Linked DNA regions of Mus musculus: all the other regions are linked to region 1. Evidence: chromatin contacts called from public HiChIP or PLAC-seq data. All regions are on one chromosome and are shown on one strand. Each heading gives the region's core, a stretch centred on a gene start, on an enhancer-like site or on the middle of the called end of the contact. The rest is flanking DNA. Distances are from core to core; before and after follow the strand shown. Region 1 overlaps F13a1 (coagulation factor XIII, A1 subunit). Region 2 overlaps F13a1 (coagulation factor XIII, A1 subunit). Region 3 has its middle 10 kb from the start of Gm30489.

Region 1 (4,356 bases), core at 1,335-3,834:
TGAGTCTAGAATGTTTTGGATGAAGCTTTGTCATTGGCTCCATGAAAAAGACTTTGGTGAAAACTCTGCCTCCCAACAGTTATACAAAGTCTTGGCCCCAAAACATTGCCTTCTAAGACTCCTAGGTTTGATCCCAGCAATGTAGCTGCCTGAAAGCTAGAATCCAGATGTTCTCCAACCCCCTGCCACCCCCCCATCTTCCTTTTTAATGCAAATCTAGACATCCTGGAATGATACTAGATCTATCTATCTGAACCTAAGCTACATCCACCAAACTACATGGGTCAGTAGCCAGGTTCTTACATCATAATGGGCACATCTTGAGTTTCATTCATCCCCATGGCGATAGAGACTGGGTTTGAGTTAAATTTGTCCCTATTTAACTATGCCCAGCACCCACCCTTCATGAGTCATGGTGCGTGATCCTCATATGGGAAATGGCAGGGGGAGACACTCGTTAAACTTTAATGAGCATACATCTCTTTTTCTGTGCTATCAAAATATTTTGATGAGAAAAGTATATTTTATTAAAAGCAGACTTGGAATTTTTCTCTGCCTTTCCATGTGTTGATTGTCAAAAGCTGCTTTAAGTCTTGGGGGAAAAGGCTCCCTGGCATTTTAATTGTTCGTGAGCAGTTGCCATTTGGAGAAGAGGGGCCACAGAAGGAAGCAAGCTGGTCTGCAGACAGCACATACATTTTTCAAAGTGCTGTGACCCACAGCGTGTGAGCAGCGATTTAACAGGGTTCTGTGGTTCTCAACAATGAAGCTTCTTATTCCCATGCTCAAGATGGGCCGAGGCAACTGTGCAGGAAAGCGGGCAAGCCCAGTGGCATGGCAGGCTTCCAGACCCACATTCCCACCTAGAAGGCACTGAGCTAACAACAGCTTCACAGCTACCGTGGATGGTAAGAATAGGTCACATGAGAAGTGTCACTGCTGACCCCCACCCCCCGAATAAAATCAAGGGAAGGCCCCATCTCATCCAGCACTTATACCTACATAAGCTGTGCTCATCCATGCTCAGAGAGAGGAGTCTACCCACTCACCATCAGGCCCATAGCGTGATGAAAAGCTTCACCCCCTATGGAAAGGGAATACTTCCCTGTCTGGACAAGGTCCGTCATGATTCAACCCCATATCCATTTCATCTAACTCTAGATACTAACATAGTTTGTCTCAATAATTATCATATTTTTATGCTCCAACTAGAGCTTTTCATTTGATGCTATGATTCATGCTAAGATTGCCAGGCCATCTTCAAATCCTGACTCTGTGTGTCTCTGTAGTGAGGCAGGGAAGATAACAAGGTGAATTCTGGGGCCGTGTGCCTCCGGCATCCTGACATGTACACCTGTGTCTCAGATGGAAAATTAAAATTGGGAGAAACACTTGAAATACAGGCAGTTTCCTGAAACACTTACCAGTATCTAGGTAAGGGATGATAGGGCTTCTATTTGTTCTACAAGGGCCTAAATGTCCAGGGTTTTTCATTAATGGCAAGGAGAAAAACAAACAAACAAAAAAAAAAAACGTGTTCTTATTATCCCTGAGCCCCATACCTCAGGTTTGGGAGCTCTGACTACTTACACATCTCAGTGTGTCAAATATATACATAATATAAAATATGTATTTTATTATATATGTTATGTTTGTTATATTTTGTTATATGTGTGTACATATATCATGTGATATATACTTCATATATATCAACTAAAAGGAGGAAAAGATGACTCTGGACCACAGTTTCAGAGTATCAGTCTCTGGTCAGTTGTTTATGCTGCATAATGTTTGGAACATATAGCAGAGGACTACAATATCCAGGAAAAGATGAAAGTAGGAAGATGCCAGGGTCCTGGTATCTCCTTCAAGAACATACCCCTAGTGACATAACTTTCTTCCACAAGCCTTAATGTCTCCATATCTCACACTTGTAGCCTAAGCCCTCTGGGAGATATTTAAGATCCAAACCATACTATCTTCCATGTATCCAATTTAAAACAACAAAAAAACAAAACCAAAAAAGCCTCCCACACTCATTAGCCTCCCTGCTCCACAGTGACTCTGGCCCAATCACCAGAACTTAGCCCTCTCCTTCAGGAGGGGGACGCTAAGGGCAAGGGAAGGAGGAGGGACGGAGGCCTCTTCTCTCTGAAGTTGTCTTCTCCCAGAGGATGCCAGATGAGGGGCTTCTTCCACAGCTTTCTGTGCTTACACCCACCCACGGCTGTTAGTCAGGCAGGACCCCAGCTGTCTGTCAAGGGAGACAGTGAAAACAGTGTCACTCTGGACTCTGTGTGAGCTCCAAGGCTCTGATGTGCGCACTCCTGTCTCACCTCTCAGGACAGCTGAATAACAGGGTTCGCATAACGGAAAGGAGGCATCATAGAGCAACAAGAATTCAATAGCCTAAAGTAAGGAAAATGATGGGCAGAGTCCTCATGTTTCTAAATAAAAAGCATTGCAAGTCATCTGTGTTATTAGAGCCAGGACAGAATATAGTTATGCAATGATCTAGTACCAATTGCTTTCAGGTCTCAGGCCCCTCCTTACTGTGTGAACTCAAGAATTTGCCACACCCAAAGCGCAGGTTGCCCTATGTATTTCCTACTTGCTCTTCCACATCTTCTTACCCTGTCACTCTATGACATGTAAGCTACTGGATCCCTTGTTAAAAAGTATGTCCCCAACTTTACCCTAAATAGAAAATCCCATTATCATCCAGTAATATACCTCAAGGCCTCAAGGCCACCTTGTCACATTTCGCACTGGTGAGGAAATCAAATTCTTTCCTCGTAAAGTCAAAAAGAAAAAGGTGGATGGTAGCTGTGTTTTCAAATATAGTACAGGGTCAACTTAGAACTGGTGCCCTCAAAGGATGGTTTAGCGATAACATGAAAAGCTAACGCTGCAAATGATTCTTCGCTGGGTTGCTATTTTTATCTCATCTGTCAGAGATCACAGTGTGGGTGGTGTTTCAAGGAGAATGTTTTAAGTCAGAAAGACCTAGATTTATTTCCGGTTCGGTTCTTCCAATTTACTAGCTCTAGTTAGCTTTTAAGTTTTGCTTTAATACCAAGAGAATAGAGGTAATAATAACAATGTGAATCTCCAAGCCCATAGAGCTACAAGGATTCAATGGCAAAAGTAGAGAAAATGATGGGCAAGGTTCTCGTATTACTAAGTAAAAACCGATGTAAGTCATATGTTAAAGACAATCAGGACAGGATAGGTTTAAGCAATGACCGAGTACCAATTGCACTCATGTCTCCTTTTCCTCCTTACTGTGTGAACTTGAGCAAGTTACATAGCTTCTCCGTGCCTCCATTTCCTTATTGGTAAACTCACATTATTTGTCCACACTTTTTGTATAGATTGGCTTGATATTTATAATTCTTGTATAGAAAGTTGTTTCTGCCCTGACAGATATTTTAAGCCCACTCTGTCAATACAGTATATATCAGCCACAATGAGGTTTTTGAATCCCCAAAAACAATAGCAGGTTCCACCAAAGTCAGAGTTTTCCAAATTTCACTTCACTTTAATTCATTTAAGTCTAACATAGGCCTCCTGACCTAGTGACTACCATCTTTGTTGGCATGGGCTTTTACATGACTTGCCCTTGGCAAAACTGTTGGCTTCATTTAGCAAATGACAGCATACATGTTAGTGGAGAGCAGTACCCACTCTGGAGCTGGTGAGCAGTTTACCAACAAGCAACAGCTTATTTCCAGCTGTGACCGTGGGGTGAGTAGGAGGGAAGAAATTCAATTTCCAATGATACCTGGAAGACATGATTGAAAGCACTTCAGATAAGGACTGTTTGGTGAATCTAATAAAACCTGCGAATCAAACTGGCAACCTAAGTCATTTTCACTCTTTCTCAAAAATTTCCTTCCTTTCAGTTCTCTCTCTCTCTCCCTCCCCCTCCCCCTCCTCCCCTCCCCCCCCTCCCCTCTCCCTCTCCCTCTCTCTCTCTCTCTCTGTATATGTGTGTGTGTGAGAGAGAGACAGACAGAGAGATACAGAGAGAGAGAGAGAGAGAATGGTTTTCCTTTTTCTCAAAGGATCTGAGTAGCACTCACTATCCTGACTTTCTTCTATTCATGGCAGAACTCAGTGCATCAATATTAATGAGTACAGTTGCCTTGGAAAGACATGTTGTGAGTTGAGTTTTAAAAATAGATATTTTAAATAAAATTAGTTATATTAGTTACTTCTGCCGTTGTGATAAAGTAGGAAGACAATCTGTAGAAGGACGCGGTTCTTTGGGTTTACATATCCACAGGAGTAAGAGCCCACCATGGCGAAGAAACATGGTGCTAGTCAGGCCTGGTAGTGGGAGCAGGAAGCTGA
Region 2 (4,356 bases), core at 806-3,305, 79 kb before region 1:
AAAATGAAAATTTTCACTCAAAGCTATATGTGGCTCTGCTTCACAGAAGATAATGGATATCATTAAACAACTAAATATGCAATCTTTTTATCATGTTGTATATATTTATTTTATGTGTGTGTGTATGTGTGATCTCACACATGTGTATGACCTCAGAGGATAACCTGTGGGGGATCAGTTCTCCTTGACCATCGTATGTGACCAGGGGATTGAACTCAGATTGTCTGGCTTTGTGTCAGGTGCCTTTACCCACTGAGCCATCTTGACAACCCCTGAGCATCTAAGAATCTCTTGTCTGGAGATTAAGAAATGATCACAACAAAAATGTTAATGACTGTAATCAGATGACCAACCAGTCAAACACAGGATACAGATTGCTACCTCAGACATGACTTTTCTCCATGTTTACGCTTGTGGAAACATTAAGGAAATAAATGGCTAAGGCTGGAGAGTTGATTCAATATAGAGTGTATATACCAAGTTCAATTCCCAACACTACATCAGGAAGCCTACAAGTGACTGTAACCTGAGCTCCAGGGGATCTGATGCCCTCTGCCAGCCCCCAAGAGCATCTGTACTCATGTGTACAGCACCCCAAAACATGTATACAAATAACAAAAATGAATCTGGTATGAAGAAATAAACACTCAGTAAAACCCTAGTTTCTTTGCAACGGGACCACACTGCAGAACCTTACCTCTTATGATGTGGATGTTGGTTTCTCCCTGGAAATATTGTAAGATAAGTGAGCGGCTAGTCGTCACTTCCATCACTTACACAAGCAAGAAAACAGGATGGTGAGAGCTTGTCAGTGATAAAGCTTTTGCCAGAACCTAGGTCCACCGACTCCACCTGTGAATGCATTCTCCCTTTCGCATGACTCACTGTAGGGGACCCCAAGACATCTGCAAGAATGCAGGGATCAGGTTAGGAAGTTAACTAAAGGACTACCTGGTCCTAAGCTGTACTGTATCCCTCGCACTCAGACAATCATTGGTACATAATGAGCATCAAGTCTGGTCCAGGTGCACAGTATTACTCAGTTATGGTAGGCCACATTTATCTCATAGGAAGATTGAATGGAGAACATCGTTATATTGCCAATGCCTTTACATCTTCTAAAAAAAAAATTCTCCCTGGAAGAATTTTATCTTCAATTTTGTTTTGTGAATCTTTTGAGTCAAACAAAATCAGTTTTGTTGACACATAATTACATGGCCAGGAAAGATATAGTATGTATATTCTGACTAGGTGCTAAAAATAGAGACTCTGACTTTATTAAGAACTGAGTTACATGGAAATTTAAGATGTGCTGGGTCTTACAACATGAAAGCAAAACCTAACATCTAAGGACAGCTTGGGGCTGGAGGCACAGCTTAGCGGTAAAAGCTTAGAGGGTCTCCTTAACATGTATGAAGCCCTGGGGAAGGAGCATTCAACCTCTGACCCCCAAATAATAAACATGTGTATTTAGATGCATAAAATAAAAAAGTTTTGTTTTCTCATGTTATTTGCATGGTGTGATGAAAAGATAATTTAGTCCTAAAGCCTTTGGCAATATCTGGAGGTCATCTTTGTACAACACATACCAGATCAGTTTTCTACATGGAAAAGAAGCCACCCTTCTTTTTTTTCTTAATTTTTAATTCTTTTTAGTTCCCCTTAGAAGCAACCATGACATGTTGCAGTGAAGAGAAGCAAGAAGAAGGAGTGATAAGATATGAACTGTCTCCCTCTTATTCATTCTAAAATAACACAGTCTTCAACCTGGCCTTACACACTCACTGTGCATACTTCCACCAAATGCAGAAATCACAAGCCAATCCAAAGCAGCACAGAGGAAAGCAAAAGGAGACAATCTAACCCACACTGTCTGTGGCTGCCTCTGACCAGGCATAACACCAATTTAAATTGCCTCAAAATGGCATTAGCTCTAAAGAGCCTCTCTCTCTAAAGTTCTAATTTGGAAAATGATCATCACGGTTACACAGCCTGGTACCAGGGAGATAAAATCTGCATAGAGAATAATGTGGTTGAGGTTTGGTTTGTTTTCTGGAAGGGATGACCTTGGGTGTTAAAGGAGATAGGTACTGCTCTGAGCAATTTGAAGTGGTAGCTCCACTTCCCCTTAGTTCCCCATGCCACTCTTCACAGTATAGAAAGTTCGATAGTTGAGAAAACCTCTTCACCCCTGTTATCCCCTTTAATCCTCAAAATAGCTTTTGTGAGTCTTTCCAAAATCTGTTCAGCTGTAGTGATTTATAAAGCTAAAACAAGGAGCCTCCAGAACTGGCTAAGATGGTGATGCATAGAAAAACAATTTTCTGATCATATAGACAGACCCTACATGATCACTGGAAACACACAGTGGGATTTCAGCATAAAGTTAAGTAAAGAACAAAGGTATATGTAAAGGGAGCAGATCTTCTTATTTCCCAGTTAAAGATTTTTCTTAAGATATGAAAAGATGCATTTGGAAGCTACAACAAGGACATATTTGAAGCTGGACGAATCCAGCCAAAATCAGACTTCACAGTTAGATGGCCATGTTGTTCTCCTGAGCTGGCCCCCAACCTCTGATAGCTTCGTGTCCATTTCCAATGCATCTCATCCCTGCCACTGAACAGATGCGCTAGAACAGAGGTGCATGAGATGGGTAAACATTTCAGGAGGGCCACACAGACTGTGCATGGATTCCAGAAGATGCATATGATCTGCAAACCCTTCCAGAGGACCACAGATTCTATGCATAGATTCCAGGGGATGCATATGGCCTGCAAACTCTTCCAGAGGACCACACAAACTATATATGAATTCCATTTCATACACAATGGAGTCACTGCACGCAGAAGCTTCCTGATGCAGCTGCTCCTGGAAACCATGAGGAGAAGCAGCCTAGCTCTGGCTGGACACTTGAAGAAAGTAAAACAGGCATCAATATAGCACAGGAGTGCATGACTGGAGCCCCAAAGACAAACTGGCTTTCTGTGGTCATGGCACATAGATTGGCAAGGAGATGGCAGGAAAATGGCTATGTATGAGGCTATAGGAACACAGAAGTGATAACAAGCTTTCAAATGATAAGATAAATAATGAGTTTGGCTTTTCAGACAACTTTCTGATGAAAATCTTTGTGGTACAGTCTATCCACCCTCAGATGGCTGCTGTACTGATAGTGTGTGCAATATATTGCCCAACAGCATCCCTGAGCCTCTATTCAAAAATTCCATGAACACACCATAATATGCCAGCTGAAACATTGAAGAATGTCTCCAGATATGGCCAAATGTTCCTTGGTGTATAAATCCCCCTAACAAAGATGGAGTCTGTGCTCAGTTTTCCTACCTATAAAATGGAGGTAACACCTTCTTCTTGCCTGCATAATAGGCTTCGTTCAATTCTGTTTTCCATGCTTTGCTGAAGAGACCAGGGAAATTGTTTTGCATAGGAGGGCCTGTAGCTGTATCAGGAGACAGAGTCCTGGCTCTGGTTCTGCCGTTAGCCATGTGAATCAGGGAAGAGCACTTAATTCCAGGACATACTTCTCTTCCTTTTTCAAATGAAGCTTTCTCTCTTTAGCCAAACACCTGAAATTCCCATGTGCCTTAGTAAGGGCTTTATTTCTGTGAAGAGACACCATGACGATGACAACTCTTACAAAGGAAAACATTTAATAGGGGCTGGCTTACAGTTTCAGAGATTCAGTCCATTATCATCATGGCAGGAAACATGGCAGCATCCAGGCAGACATTGCACTGGACAGTTCAGAGTTTACACCTTGACCTGAAAGCAGCTGGGAGAAGACTATCTTCCACCCTGGGTGGAGCTTAAGCATAGGACTTGACACCCACTTTCATAGTGACTCACTTTCTCCAATGGCCACACCTACTTCAACAAGGCCACACCTCCTAATAGTGTCACTTCCCATGGGCCAAGCATATTCAAATGACCAAACAAACACTGTTAGCAAGATCTATTTTGTTCTTCTAATGAACATTTTCTTATTTTTTTTTATATATTCAGTATCTGCTCCTGTTATTTTTATTTGCTATTGCTTCCCTTTGATGAGAACACAGGGAGAATTGATAAGTATCTGGAAGTCAAGAGACACTGGTCTTTCCCAAAGGAAAGAACAACCTAAACTCCTATAATCTTGCTGACTGAGCCTGAAATGTTATGGTCACACATGGATGAAGTTTAATTTAAAATCACCTAAGTAATGAATGCTACGTTTTACTAAGTTATATTGTAGATTCTTTTAAGAGAGAAAAGAGGGAAAACAGGAAATTAGACAAAGAATTTGTTCCAAGTTACACTTCCTCCCTTTCAAAGCCATTGTTGTCCTTGTTTCTGGTA
Region 3 (4,356 bases), core at 636-3,135, 72 kb after region 1:
CTTCCCTCCCAAAGTTGCTTTTGGTGTTGTTTTCTCACAACAAAGAAGCAAACTAGAAAACATACTATTATGGTCACCGTTTCTTCCCCCATAATACTTCATGCAGTATGGAATCTACTCAAGGTCTTGTTTGAGACTTTCTTGAAATGGATACCAGCTATCAAACCATGGCTTCCAGGCTTTAAGCTGAGCAATAGGCAATGGTCTCTTTGGCCAATATCTCAGTGATACCACAGCCCCAGAAGTTATGTAGCAACAAGAACATAAATGTGATGAAGTCACACCCTGGTCTCTAGTTGGGAGCTGCCACAGTGGACTGGGACACTCCAAGGTACTCTAATCAAACCTCAGACCCAGCCAGATCAAATTCCTGTGGAATACACAGAGGGTATTCTATCACCAGAGAGAAATCCTCCCAATAGCTGGATCCTGAATTTCTAAGCCCTGAGAATACAGTGAGAGAATACTTTCTATTCTGTGTAATTATGTGTAGCCCGTTGTATTTTGTCTGTGACTGAGACACCTACAGATATGGTCAGAAGACCTTGCATCACTTCTTTTCCATGCCAGAGAACACTGCTAATTCTTCCATCAATTAAATTAAAATGAATTTTTCTGACTAAGAAGGAATACAGAAAAACCAGGCTCTGTGGACTCCAAAGAACTCCATGTACCTGCCCCCCTTCATGTATTTCACTGTAAACGCATCTCCAACAATGCTGTGATCCTGTGATTCCCTGCTCAGCAGGTGTCTGCAGAAGCCAGTGTACAGAATGTCTCTACTTAGCCAGAGATTTCAAATATTGATAACAACTATCACTCAATGTGCAGAAGGACCTAGCTGGAAGACATTGAGTATTCAGGGAAACGCATAAAGTCAATTGCTAAACTATACTCCACAACTAGACTCTCCTTAAGGGGCCAGTAAATAGAGCAGGTGAGTAATTTTACAACACGAGTAAAAATCATTTCCAATTGTACAGTGAGTATTCTCTGTCATGCTTAGAAATGGTTTCATCATGCCTCCCACAATTGCTTCCTCAAAATCAACCCACAACTTACCCAGTGACTTTTTTGAATGGAAAAAAATGGCCAACCTTGAGCTCTGAATCAAAAGACTAATGTTTCCCCAGGCTTAGGACTCTCTCCACTCCATGGAAAATATCTTAAGAACTTATCTGTTGTCTCATCCTTGACTCCTTCGGCCTCATAAGTTCCATTGTCTCTAAATTTCCATCTTCAGCATCTACACCCCTGTACTACACCCTCTAGTTGAAAAGAATTCCCTTCAAGAGTGAGTATACCAATCCCAGACTCTAGTCTGTGTTCCCTTCCAAACTGCTAAACTCTACTGAGTACATGATCAATCTTTTTGTCTACCTGAAATTTTATCCTTTTTCTCATGTTAGGGGACTTCTGAAAACTAATGAGTTTTGGTGGAGACAGCACCCACATCCTACTCCAATATATTTTAAAAGCCCCCCCCCCATTCTCAGTGAAGATGTCACAGTGTACTCTGAGTCACACAAAGTTCTAAGTCCTATACACTGTTTTATACTCTATTAAGATTATAATCAAATTTAATTTATAAAATTAGGCATAGTAAGAGTAATAACAGCAATCATAGAGCTATTGTAACAATATATTGTAATAAAAGTCATGTAAATGACTTCCTCCCCCCATGCCCTCTCTCCATCATGGGCCCAGTGACAAAGGGTGTATTCACTTTCCTGGAGGCTCAGAGATGAGCAATTTGTGCTCAGGGTGACAAGCAAGAAGTATGAATCTTTGTTTCTGAAACTTTCTATTCCATTCTCAGACCATGGTTGACAGAAACTGCAGCAACCAAAACCACAGGTAGGAAAGACTGCTCTGCTCATTTTCTCAGCTGCCCTTGCAACAAGATGTGACAATGTGGTCTATGCTCCTCTGGGGTGGGTGGCCCTGTCCCTTGTTTCAGAAGTCCTTAGTCCTTCTAAGGAAGCAAGGCTCTCAAGCTTGTCATTCAATGACAGTGACTGCAAAAGGGGTCTCAAGTGCCAGGAGGTCTGGTGTGTGCATACTGCAGGGTCCAAGCCTCAGAGGCAGCCAGGGTAAACTCATGACCCAGAGCTTCTCTCAGGGTGGGAAGTTGAGCCTGGCTCTTCAGATCGCCTCCAAACTCCCAAGTGACTCCACCTTCCACTTCAAAGCTTGATTTTCTTCCAAATAAGAATCCCAATTGACACAATTTTCTATCTATCATCTCAGATCCAACTGTTGTGTAATTGAATTCCATTTTCCCCTCAAACCTGTTACATGCTGGAATGTCCATTTTTGCCTGGTGGCATTACACACACTGGAGCTTCGGAATGATCTCTAGCTTGCTTCACTCTTTCCTCAAGCATCTGTTTAGCCAGATGAAATTGTTGATCTTTCTGGATAATATCTTCCTCATTCATTCCTCCTTTTTCTTTGCTCAAAACCTTCTGTCATCAAGCTAACATTTGTACCAATGCAGAGAGTAGTATCCTACCTATTCTCCCTGCCTTCAACTCCCTCTTTTTTACTATCATTGTTAATAAGTACTAACTGTGCAAATTAATGGAGTGTAGTATAATATTTTGCATATGCATACAACATTGCAGTGATCAAATCAGACCTCCCCTTTTCTATCACTTTCTCCAAACATCCTCCCTTCCACCCTTGCTGATGCCTGATAATCACTGGTATGCGTCCAGTCTTTTTATTATTATTATTATTATTAGATATTTTCTTTATTTACATTTCAAATGCTATCTTGAAAGTTCTCTGTACTCTCCCCCTGCCCAGCTCCCCTACCCACCCACTCCCACTTCTTGGCCCTGGCGTTCCCCTGTACTGGGTCATATAAAGTTTGCAAGACCAAGGGGCCTCTCCTCCCGATGATGGCTGACTAGGCCATCTTCTGCTACATATGCAGCTAGAGACATGAGCTCTGGGGGGTACTGGTTAGTTCATATTGTTGTTCCTCCTATAGGGTTGCAGACCCCTTCACCTCCTTGGGCACTTTCTCTAACTCCTCCACTGGGGATCCTGTTAACTTCCACATATGAGAGAAAGCATACTGTGGTTGTCTTTTGGAATCTTATTTATTTCACTTCATATAAAGTTCTCCACTTCCTTTCATGTCGCTAAAAGGGCATTATTTATTCTTATTTAGAGCTGATAATACTCGTGTGTGTTGTTGTTGTTGCTGTAGTTGTTGTTGTGTCTTCTTTATACAGTCATCTACGCTGTATCTTAGACATTGCCAGTAATAGCACAATTAAAGTGGGCGCTCAGGTATCCCTTTTATATGCTAGTTTCTGGTGTATATACCCTTTGGACCACACAGTAGTTGGTATGTTAAATGAACTCCATACTTTGTACCATGAGCAGCCCTTCATTTTATGTGTATATTTATTTAAATGCCAATAACACTATTTTTCACTTTGTTACACTGTGTTAAAAATCATATAGAGGCTGCCTAATCCTGCAAGCTAAATTAAAAACACCATAGCAAAACCCAGAGACCAACAACATTACCCTTTGATTTCCCATTTGTATATTGCCTCTACTCTGACCTCACATTAGACTGGATAAGATTTTTACCCTTTGATGGGTCTTCTCTGAATGAATAAATCACTACAGAGAGTGGGTGAGCAAGTTAAACCTTGGTGACATCACAGAAGTTGTGGACCAGGTGTTCAAAGTGAGCGAGTCAGAGATGTATCCCAGGTATCTCTGTTTTCTATGTACTTTTCTGGCCATACAGCCAGTGATGCTGGCTTTTTCTTTCCATCTCACCCTTTCCTCAACTAAAACTCCATCTGCCAAGCCTTATCACCCCCTTGGTGCATTATGAAAACTGACAAGGTTCTGCAGAAGCAGCAACTGATGAAATCACAAGCATGAATTCATGGGCTAACTTGCAAGGTTTTAAATCCCAGTTCAGCTGCTTCCTGGACAAGACATACATTCATTATCTCTGTGTGTTCAGTTGACGTCTCTGTGTCTGTTAATTAGCAACATGGCAATCATAATAGAACCCATCTACTTAATGTCAATGTGTAAACTGAAGGGTGGGTAGATAGCACTCACACTAATGCCAACCTACTTATTAATATTGCCACTGGATTTTCTGTTCATGGAAGTCAAACAAACATTCAGTCCTTGCTTAAGCAAATTGCAGATGGATTCCTACACAATCATAACAAACACAGGAAACAAAATGATCACAAGGGCGGGTTTCATTTTTACAGTGTGTTTGTGAATTCCTCAGCTGGAAGCCATGTGGTTTTTGGTGTCTCCTTGTTATTTTAACCAAAGGAAAGTGAAAACAAGGCCTACTTATGA

The links. HiChIP or PLAC-seq counts read pairs in DNA pulled down with a chosen protein or histone mark.
Region 2: a BATF HiChIP or PLAC-seq map of CD8 T cells shows a contact between it and region 1, with 21 read pairs. The contact joins two enhancer-like sites. A contact is called at or near these places in 1 of 15 datasets of contacts at CTCF or cohesin (CD8 T cells), 3 of 484 Hi-C or Micro-C datasets (CD4 T cells, liver and nephron progenitors) and 1 of 115 datasets of contacts at active chromatin or transcription factors (CD8 T cells).
Region 3: a contact with region 1 is called in a BATF HiChIP or PLAC-seq map of CD8 T cells, with 36 read pairs. The contact joins two enhancer-like sites. A contact is called at or near these places in 1 of 15 datasets of contacts at CTCF or cohesin (CD8 T cells), 6 of 484 Hi-C or Micro-C datasets (CD4 T cells, CD8 T cells, cortical neurons and 2 more) and 2 of 115 datasets of contacts at active chromatin or transcription factors (CD8 T cells and Th17 cells).

Annotation. Positions count from the first base shown.
Region 1 is chr13:36,884,764-36,889,119 of GRCm38.p6, reverse strand. The region is part of intron 13 of F13a1 (coagulation factor XIII, A1 subunit); the gene reads left to right. All of the region lies in intron 2 of Gm30489 (a long non-coding RNA gene), which reads right to left. Among named protein-coding and RNA genes, the nearest start is that of Gm30489, 63 kb to the right of the region's middle. Within about 2 kb of position 2,584, at least 8 of the 459 cell types and tissues checked have an H3K27ac peak or open chromatin away from gene starts, as enhancers often do. A contact at or near this core is called in CD8 T cells and Th17 cells, where this site is marked.
Region 2 is chr13:36,963,525-36,967,880 of GRCm38.p6, reverse strand. The region is part of intron 6 of F13a1 (coagulation factor XIII, A1 subunit); the gene reads left to right. It overlaps Gm30489 (a long non-coding RNA gene), which reads right to left. Exons shown (of 6, transcript XR_873245.2): 5 at 698-905. Among named protein-coding and RNA genes, the nearest start is that of Gm30240, 23 kb to the left of the region's middle. Within about 2 kb of position 2,055, at least 5 of the 459 cell types and tissues checked have an H3K27ac peak or open chromatin away from gene starts, as enhancers often do. A contact at or near this core is called in CD8 T cells, where this site is marked.
Region 3 is chr13:36,811,635-36,815,990 of GRCm38.p6, reverse strand. No RefSeq gene overlaps it. Among named protein-coding and RNA genes, the nearest start is that of Gm30489, 10 kb to the left of the region's middle. Within about 2 kb of position 1,885, at least 11 of the 459 cell types and tissues checked have an H3K27ac peak or open chromatin away from gene starts, as enhancers often do. A contact at or near this core is called in CD8 T cells and Th17 cells, where this site is marked.